7 separate regions of the Mus musculus genome follow, and regions 1, 2, 3, 4, 6 and 7 are each linked to region 5. The links are chromatin contacts, called in public HiChIP or PLAC-seq and promoter capture Hi-C maps. All regions are on one chromosome and are shown on one strand. Each heading gives the region's core, a stretch centred on a gene start, on an enhancer-like site or on the middle of the called end of the contact. The rest is flanking DNA. Distances are from core to core; before and after follow the strand shown.

Evidence for each region. Promoter capture Hi-C pulls out the DNA fragments that hold promoters and counts their contacts. HiChIP or PLAC-seq counts read pairs in DNA pulled down with a chosen protein or histone mark.
Region 1: a contact with region 5 is called in a promoter capture Hi-C map of the 3T3-L1 cell line, with 5 times the contacts expected there. The contact joins the enhancer-like site here to the promoter of Spata6 in region 5. A contact is called at or near these places in 5 of 39 promoter capture datasets (the 3T3-L1 cell line, cranial neural crest, hippocampal neurons and 1 more) and 1 of 115 datasets of contacts at active chromatin or transcription factors (the NIH/3T3 cell line).
Region 2: a contact with region 5 is called in a promoter capture Hi-C map of cranial neural crest. The contact joins the enhancer-like site here to the promoter of Spata6 in region 5. A contact is called at or near these places in 3 of 39 promoter capture datasets (the C10 cell line, cranial neural crest and liver) and 3 of 115 datasets of contacts at active chromatin or transcription factors (large pre-B cells, pro-B cells and stem cell-derived neural progenitor cells).
Region 3: a contact with region 5 is called in a promoter capture Hi-C map of pre-B cells, with 4 times the contacts expected there. The contact joins the promoter of Eps15 here to the promoter of Spata6 in region 5.
Region 4: an H3K27ac HiChIP or PLAC-seq map of large pre-B cells shows a contact between it and region 5, with 11 times the contacts expected there. The contact joins the promoter of Trabd2b here to the promoter of Spata6 in region 5. A contact is called at or near these places in 6 of 39 promoter capture datasets (the 3T3-L1 cell line, cranial neural crest, liver and 3 more), 2 of 115 datasets of contacts at active chromatin or transcription factors (large pre-B cells and pro-B cells) and 1 of 9 other capture datasets (embryonic stem cells).
Region 6: a promoter capture Hi-C map of second pharyngeal arch cranial neural crest shows a contact between it and region 5. The contact joins the enhancer-like site here to the promoter of Spata6 in region 5. A contact is called at or near these places in 5 of 39 promoter capture datasets (the C10 cell line, cranial neural crest, frontonasal cranial neural crest and 2 more).
Region 7: an H3K27ac HiChIP or PLAC-seq map of large pre-B cells shows a contact between it and region 5, with 6 times the contacts expected there. The contact joins the enhancer-like site here to the promoter of Spata6 in region 5. A contact is called at or near these places in 5 of 39 promoter capture datasets (the C10 cell line, cranial neural crest, frontonasal cranial neural crest and 2 more), 2 of 115 datasets of contacts at active chromatin or transcription factors (astrocytes and large pre-B cells) and 2 of 9 other capture datasets (adipose tissue and liver).

The regions. Positions count from the first base shown.
Region 1 is chr4:114,335,589-114,338,315 of GRCm38.p6, reverse strand. The region is part of intron 1 of Gm40228 (a long non-coding RNA gene); the gene reads left to right. Among named protein-coding and RNA genes, the nearest start is that of Gm40228, 9.7 kb to the left of the region's middle. Within about 2 kb of position 1,460, at least 23 of the 459 cell types and tissues checked have an H3K27ac peak or open chromatin away from gene starts, as enhancers often do.
Region 2 is chr4:114,592,695-114,595,411 of GRCm38.p6, reverse strand. The region is part of intron 4 of Trabd2b (TraB domain containing 2B); the gene reads right to left. All of the region lies in intron 1 of Gm33655 (a long non-coding RNA gene), which reads left to right. Among named protein-coding and RNA genes, the nearest start is that of Gm12829, 86 kb to the left of the region's middle. Within about 2 kb of position 1,426, at least 17 of the 459 cell types and tissues checked have an H3K27ac peak or open chromatin away from gene starts, as enhancers often do.
Region 3 is chr4:109,278,595-109,281,566 of GRCm38.p6, reverse strand. Eps15 (epidermal growth factor receptor pathway substrate 15) reads right to left here and starts at 1,292. Exons shown (of 25, transcript NM_007943.3): 1 at 1,123-1,292. The coding sequence starts at 1,155. It overlaps Gm40225 (a long non-coding RNA gene), which reads left to right and starts at 1,244. Exons shown (of 3, transcript XR_868003.2): 1 at 1,244-1,545.
Region 4 is chr4:114,405,350-114,408,375 of GRCm38.p6, reverse strand. Trabd2b (TraB domain containing 2B) reads right to left here and starts at 1,652. Exons shown (of 7, transcript NM_001085549.1): 1 at 1,457-1,652. The coding sequence starts at 1,558.
Region 5 is chr4:111,718,736-111,721,691 of GRCm38.p6, reverse strand. Spata6 (spermatogenesis associated 6) reads right to left here and starts at 1,682. Exons shown (of 13, transcript NM_026470.3): 1 at 1,435-1,682. The coding sequence starts at 1,485. Gm33192 (a long non-coding RNA gene) reads left to right here and starts at 343. Exons shown (of 2, transcript XR_376552.3): 1 at 343-475.
Region 6 is chr4:109,458,945-109,462,028 of GRCm38.p6, reverse strand. All of the region lies in intron 1 of Rnf11 (ring finger protein 11), which reads left to right. Among named protein-coding and RNA genes, the nearest start is that of Rnf11, 16 kb to the left of the region's middle. Within about 2 kb of position 1,383, at least 98 of the 459 cell types and tissues checked have an H3K27ac peak or open chromatin away from gene starts, as enhancers often do.
Region 7 is chr4:109,686,776-109,689,678 of GRCm38.p6, reverse strand. All of the region lies in intron 1 of Faf1 (Fas-associated factor 1), which reads right to left. Among named protein-coding and RNA genes, the nearest start is that of Faf1, 12 kb to the right of the region's middle. Within about 2 kb of position 1,523, at least 12 of the 459 cell types and tissues checked have an H3K27ac peak or open chromatin away from gene starts, as enhancers often do.

The sequences.
Region 1 (2,727 bases), core at 211-2,710, 2.6 Mb before region 5:
TAACTGACCTCTTAGTATTTTGAACAGGAATCTAGAGACAACTATATTAGCTAGTAGAATGCCTTGTCTTGTGGCTCAGAACTATTCTTCCTGTTTGGGACCAGTTCTGCCTGCCTCTGGTTCTCTGTATCTTAGGCTGAAATAGAACAGATTTCTGAATCAGAAAGTTTCAGGAAGTGATCTTGGGCTATATGGGTTTATACCACAAAGCATGATACCCCAGGTAGGAGCCTATAGTATAAAACTCAATTGTTTTTAAAAGTTTATACCTTGTCTACTTTTAAGGGTTCTTTGGCCTCTGATATCCTTCAATGACACATCACAGTTCTATGAATTAAAACTAGGAGAAAGCATGAGAAAGGTACAGGGTCAAAGAGGGTAGGAGCCTGACAGGCCATGATCTGAGCTATGATTTGAGGACCTTAGGTAACTGGGAGAGGTGGAGTTTGTCTCCTTTACGTACTGTCTTACTGATTTTTTGCACAACATTTAGCATAGAATAGATGTTAGCTGTTCATCCATTGAGTGGATCAAAGGAATGTGTATAGAATAGTTCTTCAGATATGATATGTTGAGAATACATACTGGTTAGGTTTGTTCTTAATTTCTTGAAGAAACACTAATTTAATGCACGTATCCAGTATAGAACATTACTAGATTTTTCACTTGTTAATGGCTACCAAATCACACCTTCAAATGAAAGTTTTCCAGAGGACTATAGGTCTGAGGGGGTAGAAGGTTGGGAATGCTTCCTGCTCAGAAAAACCAATGCAGGCAGAGCTAGATGGCATGAAGCATCTCTGAGAAGGTGTCAGTAGTATTTGTAAGAACTCAGGTTTTTGAATCTTTTCCTGTGTCTGTAAGCCACCATTGGTAGAACTTCAGGTGATTCAGCCTTTGAAGGAATCTGTGAGGCAAGGTTGTTCACAGGGAATGGGGATTTGTGGAGCATAGAACTCCTTCAAGAAAGGGCATAAAATGATTATGGACAAGGACAGAACTCTATGGCTGAGGAAAGTGGTAGCCAGAGACTGGTAGGAAACAGAGGAAGCAGCTCAGAAATAAAAGGAGCCTTGTAAGCTACCTGGAGCTGCCTGGTCTGACTTCTCAAAGGATAGGGTGGGCTTCAGGGTGGCTTTGAGGACACAGGACACTTCACTGTGGCTCCATACCAAGCTTTATTATGGGATACACGGTTAACACTGCTTGAACTCACCCCTTCTATTTTAACCTTTTTTATTTTAAGCTAAGATCTTTCTCTCCCAATGGAGTTCTCCCATCTGGTCACAGAAACTGGATAAGTGGAAAGAAAAATCCTAGGATGCTGGAATTCCAGGAACGTTTCCAGAATGCCAAGAAAAATAGTTCTGTGATGAACCAATGGCACCATGGTGGCAGATCTGGAGAATACATTTGATTCTGTCTGAGTCACCATCTTATAGTATCACAAAGTCCTTGAGGTTGTCTGGTATATGCCATGATGGCACAGACCCAGGACCTCAGACACTGGAGGGAAGCCCCAGTCAGTAGCAAAGACAGGCTTTGGAACCAAATGCTGTAGAAACATGCCCCATTCTGATCAGATGCCAGAGGTTTCTGCATGGGTTTCTTAGGAGCTGTCTGACATGTAATTTTGCCTTATCAGCAGGAAGAAAGGATGACAGCGGGCAGTCTTCCTGGCCAAGCAGCCATCAGGACCCACATAAATATTTTCTCAGTGTCTGCATGGCCAGAATCTGCTGGCTGGCTTCCATGAGACAGTAAATAATTCAGATTGGTTGCTTCCTGACCACTTTCTTGGGTGTGTTTTCTGACGACTGTGTCTTTTGGAACGGACTCTGGGGAGACCTTGATAAGGGCAGTGAGCCAAGCTCTTACTGGATTCTGATGATGGCACATTGTGGTCAGGAAAGAAGTATCCGTGGGTCTTGATGTCTGTGCACTTGGAGGCAGAAGATGGCTTTTTACTCAGTCCTAAAGATCTTTCAAGTGGGGTCAAGAATGAATTTCAGGCACTAGGGTGGGGTGAGGTTAGAGTTTCTGGGACCAAAAAGTCAGAATTCAGCTCAAGTGGTAAATTGGGTAAGCTTGACCAAAGGCATGCTGGGGTTTTGGCAGATAAGCCAGTGTGGAAGGGAGAGATAGTACTGGAGCCAGTATGGTCTTAGATTATTACAGTGACCAGTTTTGGAGTTGTAAGTTCATGAGAGAGTGGGTGCAATAAGCCATATCTATTCATGTGAATTACCCAAGGCTTCTGAGGAGATGGCATTGGGACATTTAGGAATATACATGGTAGTTCTGGAAGTCAGGCTCTGGATGTCTTGCCTGGTTTATAGTAGGACTTCAATTGATAGTGGAAAGGAATGAAAATGGAGGGGAGGCCAGGCAATGTCTAGAAAAAGTGCCAGGGCTAGAGTGGTAGTGCAAGTGAACCTGGCAATGTTGGGGGGATATTAATAAAATTCTAGGTCTTATTTTCTGGTGGAGAGACTCTTAATTCTATGTCTCAAGCATTGTAGTTTCAAGATCCTTTAGAGGTCTGACTATGTAGTGGGAATGCTTTAGAACCTGTATTAGACTGACCTAGAAGAAAAAGCACAGGTCCCTGGTAGGTTTAAGGACACAGAATTCTAGATGGTTGGAACTGAGAGAACCTGTACTCATCAGTTGGCTCTTATCTTACAATGGGGATATTTGGGCCATGTGTCTTATTTGTCTTGACTC
Region 2 (2,717 bases), core at 177-2,676, 2.9 Mb before region 5:
AAGGTGGTGGAAGGTTTCCAAAGGGGCCCCACAATGTTGGGGCTCAGCCTGCTTGGCTTGCCCATCCTCCCTGGGGCTCCTGGCCACCACTCAGCATCTCCCTCCAGCATTAGCTTCCAGCTGTTCTCTGGCCAGCTCTCTGCAGGAAGACACGTTCCATTTCATTTGCTGAGTCCAGAGAGGACAACAGAAGAGGAAAGAGAGGGCGGGGCACAGGGAGCTAAGGAGACACAAAGAGGGAAGTAGGAAGAAAAGCAGAGGGACTATCTATTACAGGGGGAAAATGGGAGTGGGGAGGAGAGAACTTTAGGACCTAGGAAGCAAAAGAAAAGGGCAGAGAAGAGAGGCCAGAGACCAGCTGTAAGAGATGTGGTAACAACTTCAGGGGGAGAAGAGGGAAGAGGAAAGATAGCCAGATGGGAATGGGGGTGGGGGAAAGAATATGATAGGACAGAGATTGGATGAAACCCACATAGAGAATGGAAAAGAAAGAAGCCAGGAGAGAGAGGACCAGAGTTGGCAGCAAAGGATGCAGTGCAGAGATGGTCCCAGGATGGACAGCATTAGATGGTCATCAGGAACATTCAGGCTTCAACACCATGGGGCAAGGCTGGACTTGTCTCCTGAAGACAAACCAGGGGCCACTTACAGACATCTACATACAAACAGGAAAGGGGTGGTAGGGTGTTCCAGAGTTGAGAAGAGGTTCCTTTCTTCTGGGTGTATGATGGGCTGTGCCAGTGTACAAGGCTTGGAGGACAGAGAGCATAGTCTGCCAGTCCCACCTGACCCTCTGGCATGGGTAGGTAGGGCATGGCAGAGCCTGGGCACAATACTCAGCCCATCCATGAACCCTGTGGCCTTGGGTAGTTTCCTTTCCCTCTTTGTGACTCAGCTTCCCCAAATGCAGTTGTACCATCTGGCTTCCATCCTCCCCATCCCCCACACTGTATGGTTTCACCTGGTGGTGACCTTAATACATTTAGAAGCTTCCAGACCACACTGTTCCATTTCATCCTCAAGTAGCCACTGAAGGTGCTCCCACTTTATAGATGAGGAAACTGAGGCTCAGCAAGGGGAATAGGACTTGCCCAAGGTCACATGCTGGTACGAGGTAAGGCTTTTTGGGGCTCATCCCCAGAACTGATCCAGTTCATGGCAAGCTCCATCACGTCTACTCTGAAGTACTTGGCAGCTGCAGAGATGCCAAGATCATGGTTGGGGGCAGGGAATGGTCAGAAATGTGTGTACCTTCCAAGGTTCAGCAGATTGGAGAGAAAGTGTGTCAAGTGCTCAGCATGAACAATGCGCCAATTAACTGGGCAATTTCAAGACTGCAGTGGGGGCTGGGTGGCGGAGGAGGAGAGGACCAGATGTTTCCCCCGCACAGGCTCCAGAGTAACGCGGGTGCCTTCGGCCAGCACACATGTTTTCTCTCCAGTGAGCATGCGGGTTTCCAGTTTTCCCCTCCTGGAAGAGGCATCCCAAGTCCGTATTTATGTTCCGTCTGAAATTAATGCAAGGGAAACTTTCAAATGCGAATCTCACTGCCAGGGCCTCCGGCCGGATATCAAACCAGAGCCATGTTTGTTTTCCCTAGGAAGTGTGACAGGAGGGGTGGATAATGAGGGGCACCAGGGCTTCTAGTCTATCCAGAGCTGTGTGGAGGGGACCTGGCTGACCTGGGCTTCCTCTCCTGCTCTGCAGTCACACAGCAAAAGGCTGAGCCTTCTCAGTTCATTGGGGACAGACTTGACATGGTCTGAGTAGCTAGCTTCATGCCAGGTTCTGAGACGCACTGTGGTGTCTACCCAAGGGAGAGATAGGTACACACAGAACAGTGATGAAGGGGCACAGGGATCAGGGAATGAGGAGGTAGGAAGGATGGAGAGGGTAGCTGTGGAGGCACAGCACCAGGGAATGTCACAGAGGGAAGAGAAGATGCCAATAGCGACTGGTCCTGCAGTTGAATATAAAGAGAAAGAGGAGGGGGAAGGTACTGTGAGCACTGGGGCAGGAGGGACAAGCTGTGGAATTCTGACTGCCCCAGGATGGTAAGAGGGCAGACTCTAGAAGGGACCAGACAGCATTTTCCCTAGCAATTGTCTGACAGGGTTGGAGAAGTGCTCTGCTTCCTGAGGTGTGGCACGGGAAACAAGGACATCCTCGGGAGTTGGTGATGCAGGGATGGAGCCACAGCCCCTTTCCTTTTAGTAGCCTTCGCTCTGTGCTCCTGTGTGGAAGCTTCTGGGATGCCGGGAATAAAAAATGAAACAGGGATGGATGAAAGACTGACTCTGCTTTGCCATCACTGTGGCAAAGGTGGACACAAACACCCTGGGTGACAAACTGCCTGCAGGCAGAATGTGCCTGCCGTGTTTGGATTAATTTTCTCTTTCAGCTACTCAATAGTCCAACTTGCCCATGTCACACAGGTATAAAAGGCAGAGCTGGGTCTATGCCTAGCCATGGCTCAGGTGTGTCCATAGCAAGGCACTTTTGAGGGTAGCTGCACAGACAGTGCCCAGCCTCCAGGCTCTGGGGAGGCTCCTATTTGGAACAGCCTGTGTCCTGGAACTTTTGCAGGCATCTAATGCATGCTAGGCTGTGGGAGGCCAAGAAGAATCAGCCATGGCCCTCTTCCCTCTGGTGCCAGATGACCACAGACACAGGCAATGACTGCTGTGTCTGTCCAGGCTAGTCTAGGGTGGGATTCG
Region 3 (2,972 bases), core at 43-2,542, 2.4 Mb after region 5:
AAGTTCTTGGAAAGAAACACCTCAAAACCTCTTTATCATAACATAGAAATAATCTATTACCCAAACACATGCCCTACCTTATAAGTACAGGCAAATCTAGGCCAAGGAGACAAGATGGCAGGGAGCTATCACAGGGCAGGCTGATAGGCTGAGGTGGGCTTATACCAGGGAGTACACAGCCCCCAGCTATGGAGAAGGCAAACTTCTGGGCAGTGAAGATGAAAGGGACTGGCAGGTGTTTGGTACCTCATCCCTCCTGGGTGTCTTGAGATGACTACGCTTGGTTTTACAGAAACGGAGAACTCAGGTTCTCCTAAGTGAGTGATGTTTAGATGTATCCCTCGAGGATGGGGCTCTGAAGGAAGAGAACATTTTAATAATGATGATGATGATAAAGAGGCGAGACTCCGAGAACAGACTCCGAGAACAGCTTTTGGTCGAGATCGTCCCAGGACAAAGTTATCTCCCCGGTGGTTCCGGGCACCAGGGAGGAAAGAGGCGCCCCACCTGCAGAAGGCTGGCACCATGACCCCTCGGACGACGATCAGAGACGGCGCCCTCGCGGGTGGGAAAGTCTGCAAGGGGATCTGAGCAGAAGTGAGTGGGTCAAGTGCCCGGACAGGATGCGACTTCTGGAAGCCAGGCTGACTTGAGGGAACTGAGGGGAACTCGGCAGTCGTCGCTCCCGCGGACCGGAGCAGAGCGAAGCTGAGGGAACCCTGCCCCGCCGAAGTCGAGCCTCGCATCGCCCGCGGCCGCTGTCTAGCGTGAGCCCCACCGGAGCTCACCTGGCGGCCGTCAGGCCCGGAGGAGAAACTTGCCGAGAAGGTGAGCGCCGACGGGACCTGGAGGAGAGCGGCGCGGAGACCCGCGGCGGGGGCGGCGGCCGGGTGGGAGCCGCGCGGGGCGGAGCCGAGAGCCCGGCGACCCGGGGCGGGGGTGCGGCGGCCCCGGCTCGCCGCTCCCGCTCCGACTCGGGATGGCGCCCGCACTCCTCACACGCGCTCCCACCGTGCGGCCCGAGGGCAGCCGCCGCGCCAGCGCCCCAGAGCGGTGGAGGGGGGGAGGGAGGGCCGGGGAACCCCGGCGGGTCGAGCCGGGCCGACCGGCGGGCGGCGTTACCTGTGTCAGGGAGAGCTGGGCTGCCGCAGCCATGGTGTTTCCATCATGCACGGGAGGGGAAGGAAGGACGGACGGACGGGGGCCCGGGGCGGGAAGGAGGCGGAGGGACAGGCCGTAGGCGAGGCCGGCGGCCGGGCGTCTCCCCGAACTTCGACAACTTCCCTCCTCACGCCGCCCCGCCCCGCCCCGCCCCGCCGGCCTCACAGGCCGTGGCGGCGCGCAAAGCCCGGAGCGGGAGTCTGAGCCGCGGAACCAGGCCCTGACCCCGGCCTCCCTGGAAAACCCGGTGCGGATAGGGCTCTGGGGTGGACGGTCAGCGGAGGCGGCGCCACAGAGACCTGAGTTTAGGCAGGTCACCCACCATCCTTCTTCCTGGGCTGCTGTTTTCTGTAAAGTGCGGGGAGAAATTAGAACCATGTCCAGGTGGGTTGTGGGAACTAAAAAAGTAATGGTACTAAGTAATGACAGGAGCGGTTTAGTAGTAATAACATTAAATAATTCTGATTGTGTGTGATTCTGCACTAAATGCTTTTGTTTGTTTGCTGTTTGTTTAAAACAAGGTCTCTCTCTGTGTAGCCATGGCTATCCCGAAGCTCACTGTATAGATCAGGCTGGCCTCAAACTCACAGAGATCCACTTCCCTCTGCCTCCAGAGTGCTGGGATTAAGGAGATGTACCACTACTCCAGGCCTAAATACTTTTTTAAAAAATTGTGTGAATAGGGGATTTGAAACAGAAAGAAGTTATACAAATGAGGATGGTGAAAGCCAGCCAGGCATGGTGGCACATACCTTTAATCTCTGAGAGTTCCATGCCAGCCTGCTCTACATAGTGAGTTCAAGGACACATAGTAAGGCCCTGACTGAAATAAAAAGAAAAGGGCCTCCCCGAAAAGAAAAAACAAAACAAAACAAAACAACTCTCTTACCCGAAGTTTAAAAACTAACTAGAAAGCTGGATTACAAATCTTTCTACCTGCTATCACATTAAGAAGGCATGTAAATCCTTCTAAAGTAAAAATCTTGGGAGCAAGAAGGAACTGCTTGCCTTGCCTGCTCCCTGTCCTGCCTAGACTGTTTAATTTAAAAAAAAAAAAAAAAAAAAAAAAAAAAAGCAGGTGTAGGGCCACAGTGGAGTTCAGAGGTACAGTGAGTGCATAAAGTCCCATCTCAAATTCTTTTTTTTTTTTTTGTCTGGTTGGTTGGTTGGTTTTGGTTTTGGTTTTTTGAGACAGGGTTTCTCTGTATAGCTCTGGCTGTCCTGGAACTCACTCTGTAGACCAGGCTGGCCTTGAACTCAGAAATCTGCCTGCCTCAGCCTCCCAAGTGCTGAGATTAAAGGAATGTGCCACCAGTGCCCGGTTCCTCTCAAATTCCTTTTTGTCATAAATGCCACCTCTTGACAGAGTATTGTCTCTCCAAACTAGTGTTCATACTCTTTTGTTGACTTTACTAGAAGAGGGCAACAACCTCCTAATGACCTGTTTACATAAGTCTAACCACCCCCCTCAGCTCACCAGTGGCAGAGATTTTTTAATATATATGTATTTTAACACCATAACATTATAGTATATGCTTAAATGAAGGCCTTTGTCCTGCCTGTATTCAACATTATACACCTTACTCTTTTTCATTTTGCCACACTTAGTTAGAATAAGGAACCGCTTACCTGAAATTGTCATCTGCAAAGGTTCTTATTTAGGGTGACTACTGCCGTGATGAAACACCATGACCAAAGACAACCCGAAGAGTAAAGAATTTATTTCCCTCACAGTCTGGTCATCATCAAAAGCAGTGAGGAAAGGAATTCAAACAGGGCAGGAGCCTGGAGGCAGGGTCTGAAGCAGAGGC
Region 4 (3,026 bases), core at 403-2,902, 2.7 Mb before region 5:
TTAGAAGACACATGCCAAGAGTACTCTGAAAGCAGAACACCTATTAAAAATAGCACACCTATTTCAGCAGCTCCTTCCCGTTCATCGGGTGGGTAAGGCTTTCTTCTTGGAGGGCAGGTCACGGGTGTTAGCTACTTTGCTCCACTCACTGAGACCATAGGTGAGAAAGGGTTTTAAAATCTTGCAAAGCCAAAGCAAGTCTCAGTTGCTGGTGTGGGAGGAGAGGATTTCATAGAATTAACCCCAGGAAGCATACATATTCTGGGTGCTTTCTAAACTCCCCCCACCAAAAAGGTGAGCCTAGCTCTCCATTTCCAAGTCTGTCTTTGTCTGTGACCTAGGCACACACTATGGTTGTTTTTTCCAGTATCAATTAGGATTTGGAAAGAAACAGGAGTAGGGGACTATCTCCCAAGCAAAGTCAGTTTCCATCTAGAAAAGTCCCTGGAGTGACCACTGACCACTTAACAAACTTTAGGTCAACTCATAACATATTCCTCCCTGATTCTGGCACAAATGAAAAGTATTTATTGTGGGTGGTGGACACAGAACCATAGTTTACCAACAAACCTTACAAATGTGAATGCACAATAGACAGTGCCTACCAGCTATCCAGCTGGTTTCTTGCACAAGGCAGACTGCTAGCTGTGCACCTTGCCCAAGGCCAACCTATGCCCTGCTAATAGGGTAGCACAGGAAGATCCTGCAACAGTATTCTCGTCTCCTGGCATCTAGTTCAGGATGATTGCCAACGCATTAATCTATATTTGAAGATAAGGGCATTGCAGGAAAAAATATCAAGAGATGCCGGGTTTGGAGAGGAAAGTTGGGAGAAGCAATAATTACTTGGTGCCCTTAGGAAAATATTAGACAAGCAAGTTCATCCTGTCATTTCCGTTTCTCTCCTATGATATCTTACCCTTTTCAGGAAACAGGGGCATTTGGGACAATCGGTACTGGGTAGGGTCTGGGGTACAGAGGGAGAGGAGTGAGAATGAGCACCAGGGTTGGAGGATCCAGCCTTAGGTCAGAAAAAGGGTCAAGGAGAGGGAGGGATGCCTGGCCTGGGGCACTGTGTGAATGAAACAGCAAAAGGGTTGGAAGTCAGGGTGTAGAAAAGGGTACTAGGTGTTGGGAAGATGAAGTCAGAAGAAGGCAACCAAAGGGTAAAGGTAGGATAAAAGACAGGAGAGTTAGAAGCGGACACAGAGAGGGGATCCATCCAACCAAGACCAAAAGTCTAGGGGAAACTGTCCGCGAGTGGAGAAGGAACCATCTGGGCTGGGCTCAGACTTGGAGTCCGGGAGGACAGATGCTAGGGAAGGGAGCCCAGGCTGTGCCCAGAGGGCGGAGGTGGAGCGAGTGGGCTGAATGGAGAAGGCTGGTCCCAAACCCTGGCCCCTCAGGCTGGAGTGTCCAGGCAGGCGGGAGAGTGGCAGGGCTGGTGCTCGCTCACCGATCCAGGCGGCCGGCACTGTCCTCCGTCGGGGGGTTGCGGACGGGCGCGGGCGGTGGCAAGGAGGGCGGCTAGCAGCGGCCCCGCCAGGGCGGCGTGCATCCTGCCGGGGCCCGCGGGACGCGGGGGTCCCTCTTGGGCAGCGCCCCCTCAGCAGGGCGGGGAGCCCCCAGCTGGGCACCGAGGATCTTCTGGAGCACAGGGCTCCAGGCGCGAGATGCTGGGAGCCCGCTGGGGCGTGGCTGGATGTCCCTGTCGGACCTGGGGGTCTCTCTGGGGCGGGGCTCCGGTCTGTTGGAAGAGGGGGATCCTCTGGGGCGGGGCCCCTCACCAGGGCGCGCAGCCGGGTTGGCCGAGCCCCGGAATTCTGAGAGCGCGCAGGGGTCCTAGAGCGCGTGGGGGTCCCGGAGCCGCGTCAGGGTCCAGGGGTACGCGGGGCTCCTGGGGCAGTCCTGAGATTCCAGGGTGAGCGGGGGAACTCGGGTTATGCTGGGCACCCGGGGCGCGCAAGGGTCCCAGGGGTGCGCGGCGCTCCAGGGGGCGCGCAGTGGGACAAGTGCGGCAGAGGGCGCGGCGGGGCGGGGGTCTGCTCTGAGGTGCCGGGCTGCCCCCGAGCCCGGCTCAGAGGGGCGGCGGGCGGCCGCGCGGCCGCTGCCCGGGCTCCGCCATGCTGCTCCGCGGCCGGGAGGGAGGGAGAGAGGAGGGCGGGAGAGCGGCGCGGAGCCGGGCCGGGCGGGGGGCTGGGGCCGCCGGGCGGGGGAGGGGAGGACCCGGCGCGGGAGGCGGGGGGCCGGGGCCGCGGCGGGCCGGGCCGGGCCGGGCCGCAGGGAGTCGGAGCGAGCTCGGCGCCCGGGCGCGGCGAGGCGGGGTCTGCCGGGCATGGCAGGCGCTCGCTGGCTCCGCGCTCGCTCTCTCGCTCGTTCCCTCGCACGCGCGCGGAGGGAGGCGAAGCCCGCAGCAGCCACTTCCCAACTTTCCAAACTTCCCAGCGCAACTTTTTCCTCTCCTCCCCTGCCTGCGCCTCCTCCCTCCTCCCTCTCCTTTCCTCTCCTCTCTCCAGCTCTGCGCCGGGATGTAGCTCCTGAGCGCTACCGCCAGAGGGCGTCTGGCTCAGTGGACCTTGGGTTAAGGTGGAAGTCCAATGGTCAGGCTGAGACAAATTTGGGAACATGGGCCAGTTTCTCAGAGCACATCTGCGAGGCCTGGCGAGAGTAAGCAGTTAACAGGACAGGATTTGTGTAGGCACTTCGAGGTATATCGGAGAATGAGATGGTCACTGGAGATCCAGAAAACGTGGTATTTGCTTACAACGTTTTGTCATGCTGCTGTGCCTAACACCACCACATGTGTTCCTAGGCACTCTGCAAAGACCCACTACATTAAATTAAAACATGTCTAAAGAACATAAAACAATTAGAATTCCTTGGAAGCTCCATTCAGTCAGTCATTCTCCTGTCTGTTTCTCTGGGTGTACACACACACACACACACACACACACACACACACCGCTGTTGTTAAACAAGATTTGCTAAGACTCTATCCTGATATTGGAGGTTAAAGATAAATTGTG
Region 5 (2,956 bases), core at 433-2,932:
AGCAAAGGATTGGCGACCAGGGCAGCCAGCCTGCTAGGCAACTGCAGTCTGTCAGGCTGCTAATCCATTGGTTACAAAGAGAGGAAGCAGCAGCCAATGACAAAGTTATGGACTGGAGTTCATTTTTTACTCACTGCTCTGAGTTTGGCATATTTAGAAATCATTATGCATTATTTTGGTAAACTAATCTTACTTTGCAAAAAAGCATTCCCAGAAAGTCAACTTGTGATGCAAGCACTAAGGACTAGGGACAGTATAGTTTCTGAATAAAAATTCCTGCCTCTTAAACATAAGTCCCAGAAACTTGCTAGCTCTCCGCCCCTGCAGCTCCCTGCCCCCACCCAAGCTTCTCCTTAAGACTGAACAAAAGACTTGAAAGAATTTTGTGACTTCTATGCTGGTTTAAGTTCAGGGCTGCTGCAGCCACAAGGAGAGGAAATGAAGGCCAGAAAGAAGTGAGTGCAGCAAGCGTGGGGTAAGTGCAGAGAAAAGCTTAGTTTGGAGGCCAACAGGGGTGGGGGTGGTAATGCCAGAGAGCCCCTTGGGGCAGGCCCAGAAAATGACAGGGAATATGTACTGTTATCCCTACTTATGCAGTGATACCAACAAGTAGGCTGAGTCTTAATGAGGGCATTTCAAGGATAAAGGCGTGAAAAGCAGCAGAATAAGAAATTGAAGAGGTTCTCCTAGAATGCCTCTCCTCTAAGGGGAGAAAGGGGGTCTCTTGGGAATGACACTGAAGGACTTCAAAAATCTCTGAAGGAGACTGCAGTTATCAAAGGGAGTTGGGGCTTCTCAACACCCGGAAAGACCTCAGCCCCTCACTGGATGGCAGGAGGGGCTCCCCACCTCAACTAGATTTACTGAAGGAGGCTGGACAGAGTCCCCTGAATTGAGAGTAGATGAGTGGAGTTACAAGCTCCAAGCAGTAGTTGTCCGAAAAGCTGACCAGGTCTTTCTTGGGAGGATTGGAAGGATGCAAAGTCTGGAGTGTTTGGGTACTGGAGGGAAGAGCTGAAGTGGCTTCTGAGGAGTTGGGTTTATTCTGAGAGGAGAAACTAAGAAAACTTGGTGCAATGACGTCACAAGTAAGTTGTTTTTGGAGTTAGGGACTCCACCATGACTGAAAAGGCGTTCCTACTTTAACTGGAAGCTAGGGGAAGGATCTGAAAGCGGAAATGCTACACACCCCAGACTGGAGCAAGGGTTCAGGAGTTCCTCACCAAAAGAGTAAAGCAGAATTCAAAGGAACTACTGCCCCAGGAGCGGAACTCCGAAGTGGTGAGGAAGAGATCCAAAAGCACTCCAACTGGAAGTTGGGGTGAGGCCCCCGAGAGGCTGGAGTGGGAAAGCACTGGAGATTTCCAGGAGTCCCCCAGGGCCGGGGGCGGGCAGCGGACTTGGAGGCTGAGGCGGGACAGGGCCGGTACTCACAGAGCGGATCTCCAGCGCCAGGGCGCATTGCAGCGCCTTCACCTTCGGCATCCGCGCAGGGTAGGGCGGCGGGGAGGGACCCCGGCCTCCGGCCCGACTACGGCGGGAAGACGCGGGGCGGGACGAGGGACAGGGAGGAGATGAGGTGGCGGCGGAGGTGGCAGCTGTGGCCCCCAGGCCGGGGCCCGCGGTCCAGCCTGGGTCCCGCCCGAACAGCAGCTGAGCGCGGGGCGCGGACTCGTTGTCATGGCAGCCTGGAGGGGCGGGGCCGGAAGAGCCACGCCAAGGCCGGACACTACGGAGCAAGAGGCAGTGGGCGGGGCCCGGATTGTGGTGGGAGGGGCTTCAGTGGGTGGGGCTGAGCGGCTCTTCTGTGACGTAAAGTTATGAGTGCAAATCATAGGAAAGGGAACAGCTAGCTGTGCTGTGGGCCTCAACCCAGAACTGAGAACCCTGGGTTTCATGAGCAAATTCAGTTAGGAAAACTGAAACTACAGGCTGACACCTGTAGTTTCAGTTTTCCTAACTATCCTATAATTAGTAATCTTCCTTGAGTTTGTATTTTATGATACAATTTACAAAACCAATATAAGAAATAGGAAAATATCGCCCAAGACAAAGGCAAAACAGGGCTGGAACCCAGGATCTCTCAAGTAAAATCCCAGACGCCTTCTGGAATCACTATTATGGTCCTCTTATTAGTCACTTGTTTTGTGATTCTCTGTCAGTGTGCCCCTATTTCCTTTCAGGATTTCCTGTCTAGTTCACCACTACGCAAATCTCAATGCCTGTTGCCCAGGCTGAACTCTCAATAACAGACTCACAGAATAGAGGAGCCTAGCCATAGACCTTCAAAGATAAAAAGAACCTAACAAACTGTCGAGTTAAAGTCCATGTTAAAGTTAATTTTAATACATTAACTTTAGAGCACATTCTAACAATGGAGAGGAAAGTACCTGTGATTTTATCACCCAGTTGAGAAACAGGATGTTACTGAGCCAAAAAAAAAAAAAAAAAAAAAAAAAAGAAAAGAAAAGAAAAAGAAAAAGAAAATGCCTTGAGCATTGCCTTACCAACTTTTCCCTGATAGTAAACCCTGCAATGACCTCCATTACTGTAAGTCTTCTATGCATTTCCAAACTACATTCTGCTCAATTTGTCTTTTTTATGTTAAATAGATTTAATACTTATATATTCTGTGATTTGTTTATCTCCTTATGATACAGAAATATACAACGACTTATGTGTACATTCTTTATCCTATGTACTTTTGATGAGCACTTGTATCGTTCATATTTTAGCTTTCATTAACAATACTGTTATGAAGGTTCTGAAATATGTTAGCAACTGAGAGGTAGTTCAGCAATTGAAAGCACGCTGTTCCAGAGGACTAGAGTTCAATTTCCAGTACCCACGTTGGGCAGCTTACAGCTACCTGTAACTCCAGCTACAGGGGATTTGGTGTGACTTCTGGTATCCTGATAGACTTATGTGTATGTATACATGGAAACACAGAGATAAA
Region 6 (3,084 bases), core at 134-2,633, 2.3 Mb after region 5:
GGCTGCTAGAATGGAAGGCATGAGCCACTATGCCAGGCAAAAGATCATATAATAGTACAATTCTGTCTACAGAAAATGCTCAAAATAGGCAAATCTATAAATATAGGTAATGAATACAGGATTTCTTTTAAAGGGGTCAAAATTCTGTAAAATTGACTGATTATATAGTTCTATTAATATGGAAACCTTCAAAATAGTGTTTGTGTGCTTGGAGGGGGGGAGATGCCGAAGTGCATTTGCCTTATTTTTTGTGGAGGGGGAACTGGGGATAGGGTTGGGAGTAGGTGTCCTATGGCCTCTGTGTAAAGATGGGAGGACAGACAACATTCTAAAGTAAGCTCTCTCCTTTACCATGTGTTTCCTGGAGAGTCACACTGCGTTTAACAGGCTTAGTGACAAGTTCCTTTACCTGTTGGACCATCTCTCTAGCTCTGAAAAATTAATTCTAGATAGGATCTCACTGTGTACCTCTGTTCTAGAACACACTATATAGATCAGGCTGGTCATAAACTCAGAGATTTGTCTGCCTCTGCCTCCCAAGTGCTGGGATTAAAGGTATACACCTCCACACCTGGCTACAATTTAAAAACAAAAATATGTCTGTGTGGGGGTATTTCACAAGAGTGCAGAGACCTACAGATGTCAACATCATATTTCCCAGTGTTGCAGGCAGTTGTGACCGTCTCCTCCCACCCCCCCACCCCACCCCCCAAAAAAAAAATGGATACTGGGAACTATCCTCTGCGGGTACTCAGAATCTTAATTGATGAGCCATTTCTCTAGGTCTCTGAATTAATAAAATGCAGGCTGAGGATATGGTTCAGTTTAGAGTTCTTGTTTGCTTAACCTAAATGAAGCTTGGGTGTGAGGATGTGTTGGACCCTAATTATATTCTTACAGAATGTGGTAGCACATGACTAATCTCAGCAACTCAAGATGTAGGAGCAGAAGGATCAGGAATTCCTTAGCTACAAAACAAACCTTAAAAAAAAAAAATACCAGTCTATCTCCCTAGGTGGGGTGCTCTTTTTCAGACATGCAGGCCACTCTGGGTTATACCATCTAAATATAAAGTAGTATGTCTCGGTATTATAGATGGCATGTAAGGCTTTTATTTAGTTCTCCATGTGTCATTTGGAGACTACATATAAATGCAGTCTTGTTTTGTTGGGGTTCTCCCCTCACTCTTTTATGGTTAAAATTAATGAATCATCTAAACTAAAACATACACTGAAACCAGCTAGTTCAAATCTTCCTTTTTATGGCCTTAACTGTAAGTCTGGCAAAATTTAGAGAAAATATTCCCAGTAAGACACTGCCACTGGAGAGGGGGTGTGGCCAACAGCCGCATGTTAAGGCTGTAAAGAGTGAGCTCTTATTTCCTACTGGCTGAAAATATACAGCTGTTGGTGACAGGCTGCATTCTTTAGTAGTGACTTTATTTTTCCTTCACCACAAGCCAGACTTGTACTATTTCCAGCCTTGGATATTATTTAGGCATGTCCCACACTGCATTGTTTTAGTTTCGGAAATTGTATCATATTCCCTAACTTGAATAAACAGCTTTAAAGAGCAGGGTCTCCTTGTACTCAATTGTCCTTAGGCTTGCTGTGTAGCCAAGGATGATTTTGAACCTGTGATTCTCCTGCCTTCACCTGAATTGCTGGTGTTACAGGTGTATTTTACCATGCTGGTATTGAATCCAGCGTAATGAAGACACATTTACTTTTGGGATGTGCGTGGGGCAGGAGTTGAGACAAGGCTGTATGTAGGCTTGGCTGCCCTGGAATTCACTGTAGACCAGACTGGCCTCTGCTTCCCAAATGCTAGGATTAAAGGCACATTTTACATTTTCATTTGTTTCTTTCCTGGCTTATGTTAAGATTAGGGCCCAAAGTATAATTGACAACATTTGCCATTTTATATAGATGCTTTTTTAAATATATAACAAGGAACTAGGAATATAGTTTGGCCTAGCATGTATACAACTATGGGTTTGATTTCCAGCAGAATACATGTTATATAGTAAAAATCAGAATATTTTAGAACTTTATTAGTGGGCCAAAACTGAGGGGTGAATATCTAACTCATTATCTATCATATTGTTTTCTGTTCATTGTATATTGTGTTTTCTATAATGTTGTGTTTTTCTCAAGGAAGATTTTAGTTTAAAATTATTTCCTTAGGGCAAATACTTTTCAGTACCCTTCCACCCAAGCAGATGGGAAACTAAACAAATTATTAAGGAAAATATTGTTTTGAAATATATTTGCTTCTCAGGTTATGAGTTCCATATTACCTCAATTTGGATTTGTATAACAAATCTGTTTCCTATCAATGGTAAATGATGGTTTGATAAGACAGTTTTTAATCCAGTGCTTGGGAAGCTAAAGCAAAATGACAACATGGGCTTACATGTCAAGTCTCTGCTGTAAAAAAAAAAAAAAAAAAAAAAGTGTGGGGGGGGAGCTGGGAGCATAAGATGGCTCTGCAAGTAATTGGTATGCCAGATGAGAGGACCTGAGTTCAATCCCCCAGACCTACATAGTGGAAAGAAAGTACCAACCACATTGTTCTTAGACTTCAAACACACTAAATACAGAAATACAAGTAAAGAGCAAAAATATTTGGTAGAATAGAGGGAAAAGAAGAATCTAAAGGAATCAGAGGATGACTAACCTCTTGTCATTCTGTTTGTATATCCACCTTGGGAGACTTAAGTGAGGTCATCATAGAGTGGGCTGGGCACTGAGACCCTGGATTATGTATTTTCCTTGCCTATTATTTATGTTTATTTACTTGAGACATATTTTCACAATGTATCCCTGGCTAGCCTAGAACTTGGTATGTAAATCAGGCTAGTCTCAAGCTAGAAGCAATCTTCTTGTCACTACTTCCCCCGAATTAGGATTATAGGTATGAACCGTACCACCTGGCAGTATAACATTCTTTAAAAACAGACGAAAAAGAATATATATGTCTTCTGGTTTGCTGGTGTGGAACTTTAAGGCTCAGGTATTAAGTAATATGCTAAAATTATACTTAAGTGCCAGGTCTGAACTTCTATGAAATGCATTTTCTTTT
Region 7 (2,903 bases), core at 274-2,773, 2.0 Mb after region 5:
AGATCTAATCCAATTCACTAAATAACCCTCAACCTATAATTTAGGAAACCCCCTAAGTTACTCTGGTATACACTAAAGTTTGAGATTTATTGATTTTGATCAGGTTTTAGCACTATCAACTTTTAAGACCTGATAATTCATTGTGGGGTAAGGTGCTATCCCATGCTTTACAGATATTTATCAGTATCTTTGGCCTCTATACCCTAAGTGCCAGCAATACATCTTCAAATACTGCTTAATGTCTCTATCACAGAGAAAGGAGCTTCAGGTGAGGAAGTACCTGCATGAGATTCAGCTGTGGGGCATTTTCTTAGTTGGTGATCAAGGGGAGAGGGTCCCTGTGTGGTGACTTCCATTGGGCCTTTCCAACCATAAAAGCCCTCATTCCATGAGTCAGGGAACCAATATGTGAATTCTGCCAATGTCTAAGTATATCTACTCCAATTATACATTCTGGAACTGGGGAAATAAACATAGGATGATTTGGGGACACACTGGATCTTCTGTAAGTCCAACTAAAAACAAACCACTAATTCCCCCTGACATCCCAAAGCCCCTACTTTAACTGGAGGACTACAAATACTTTTTGGAGTCTCCAGGAACCCATATCAATTCAAAACCAGTACAACAGACCCCAGAAAGTCTCAGTATTTTCTCTTTCCCAGTATACAGATGCCCTTGTAAAAAGCTGTAGGTACCTCTTAGGTCAAGACAGAAGTGCTAATGAAACCCTTTTAGCAAGGTACATTCTTAGGGTGATCTTGCCTTATTTCATTCAAGGGATGCTGGATCTACTGGCTAAAGTCTGGAAAATGGTTCACAAACCAAAGTTCTCAATCACCACAATCCAATGTAACCTTTCATGTGTACCAGAAATTTTCTTCCCATACAATTCAAACATAAGCATAGGTTTCTTATCTATCTCATTCCTAGAAACACCATGACTGACTAGCCAGTACCAAAGATCCATACAAAGCATGCCACCCCAAAAATCACTTTGCCTGGACTGCCCATTACAAGCCAGACCTGAAGTGGGAACTTAAGGGTTCTTTGGAAAGTCAGTTGTGTTCCATTGTGTTTTGCTAAGGCAAACATATGAAGGAGCATTTCCTGAAGCAGACATAAAGTGAAAGCATGTTCTGCTAAGGCAAACATGTGAAGGATTCTTTGCTAAGGACACGCATGTATTGGCTCACCTTACACCATATAATTGAGCTGCGTTTATCTGGACTCCATATAGAGAAACTCACCAAAACACTTCTGGTTTTTGCAGTTTCTTTTTGCTTCTGCAGACACAGGCTGACTGGCAAAGTGATGTCAGGTAAGACAGACACACTGTGCTGAGTCAAGACACTTGCTGAGGCAAGGCCCATGGAGGACACATGATGTTTAGAGAGAGTATAAAAGGACTCGAAACACAGTGATGGAGGCTGAGCAAGGCTTGCTTCTAGAGCTGACTGTGCAAAGCTTGTTTGTCTCAAGTCTTCACTGATCTGAGCTTCGCTGAAAGGCACAGACAAGAACTTTTCCTGGCATTCCTTCCTGGTCCCTCCTGCTGACTCATGCCAAGGCTAAGGCCTGGCTGTCTCTGCTAGGTAGTACCACTGCTCCTGAATTATGTTTGCTATCCTAACTCTACCAAACCAAACTGCTGGTACATACGTGAAGTGTTTTCTAGTAGGTTGAGCTGCCACTGCTAACCTATAAACTGAACTACTGATTTCCAGACAACACAGACCAAAGACCCTTTCTAACAGGTCCAATTCCCCTGTATCCTTTCTTTTCCACTACCTCTGGTGGGTGAAGGGCTATACAGGAGGTTAAAGCATTTAAGAACCATCATTAAAAAGGTTTTGAAAATATTAAAGTTACACAGACCATTATAGACATGGCTTTGCCTGTGCTGCCTATTAACACAACTACACTCATCTTTGACTAGTCAGTGTTGGCCCTGGCCCCTAACACTGTATATCCCAACTAAACCCATCACATTTAATTCATGCAACTGAGCAGCATCATCTCCAAACCTAAAACCTGGAACAAGAAGAAGAGTGACTACAAAGCTCTTCAGATGTGCTGGTGTCCCTTTTACCATTTTGTATCTCATAGTATCACTGATTGGCGCGGCTTCTGTGCCTTCCATGTGGGGAGATTAAGTATTATACAATATAGCTTAGCTACTCTAGCATTGCAATTTCCGTGAACCTTAAAATCCAGTCATCAACACTAAGCCATGGGATACTAGACATCTCCAGCTTCTTCTCAGTAGACCATTGTATGGCAAATGCTTCAGCCAACCAATCAAACTTTTAACACTTCTTTTTTGACTGTGCCAAGTTCCATATTAAACCTCGAATATCCACACAGTGAGCCCATATAATGAACTCAGCCTGATCCAATTTTATGTTCCTTCCACCATTATCCCAGACTCTTAAAATCCATTTCCACACACACTCCCCAGGCTTCTGCTTGAATCAATTAGCAAAGTCATTAAACAGTATTTTGACTACATTCTGTTGTATACTACAACCTCCTCCTGAACTGCACTACACTTTCTATCTCCCCTCTAGGAGCCTGCTTAGACTTAAATATGGTTATAGGTCTAACCACTAGAGCTAACTACTGATGGATGCAGAGGGACATCAGTATTATCTAGTCTGGAATCTCCTTCAGGGAAAGTCAGTGAGGGTTCCACAGACAAGAAAGAATTTTCTCAGGAATAAATTTCTTAGGGTTTCTATTGCAATTATATACCATAATCAAGAACTCATTAAAAAAAAAGGAGGAGGAAGAGGAAGAAGAGGAGGAAGAGGAAGATGAGGAGGAGGAAGAAGAGCCACAGCAGCAGCAGCAGCCAGGGCCCAGTCACAATCAAATCAAAGCAAAACCAAACTTCAAGCATG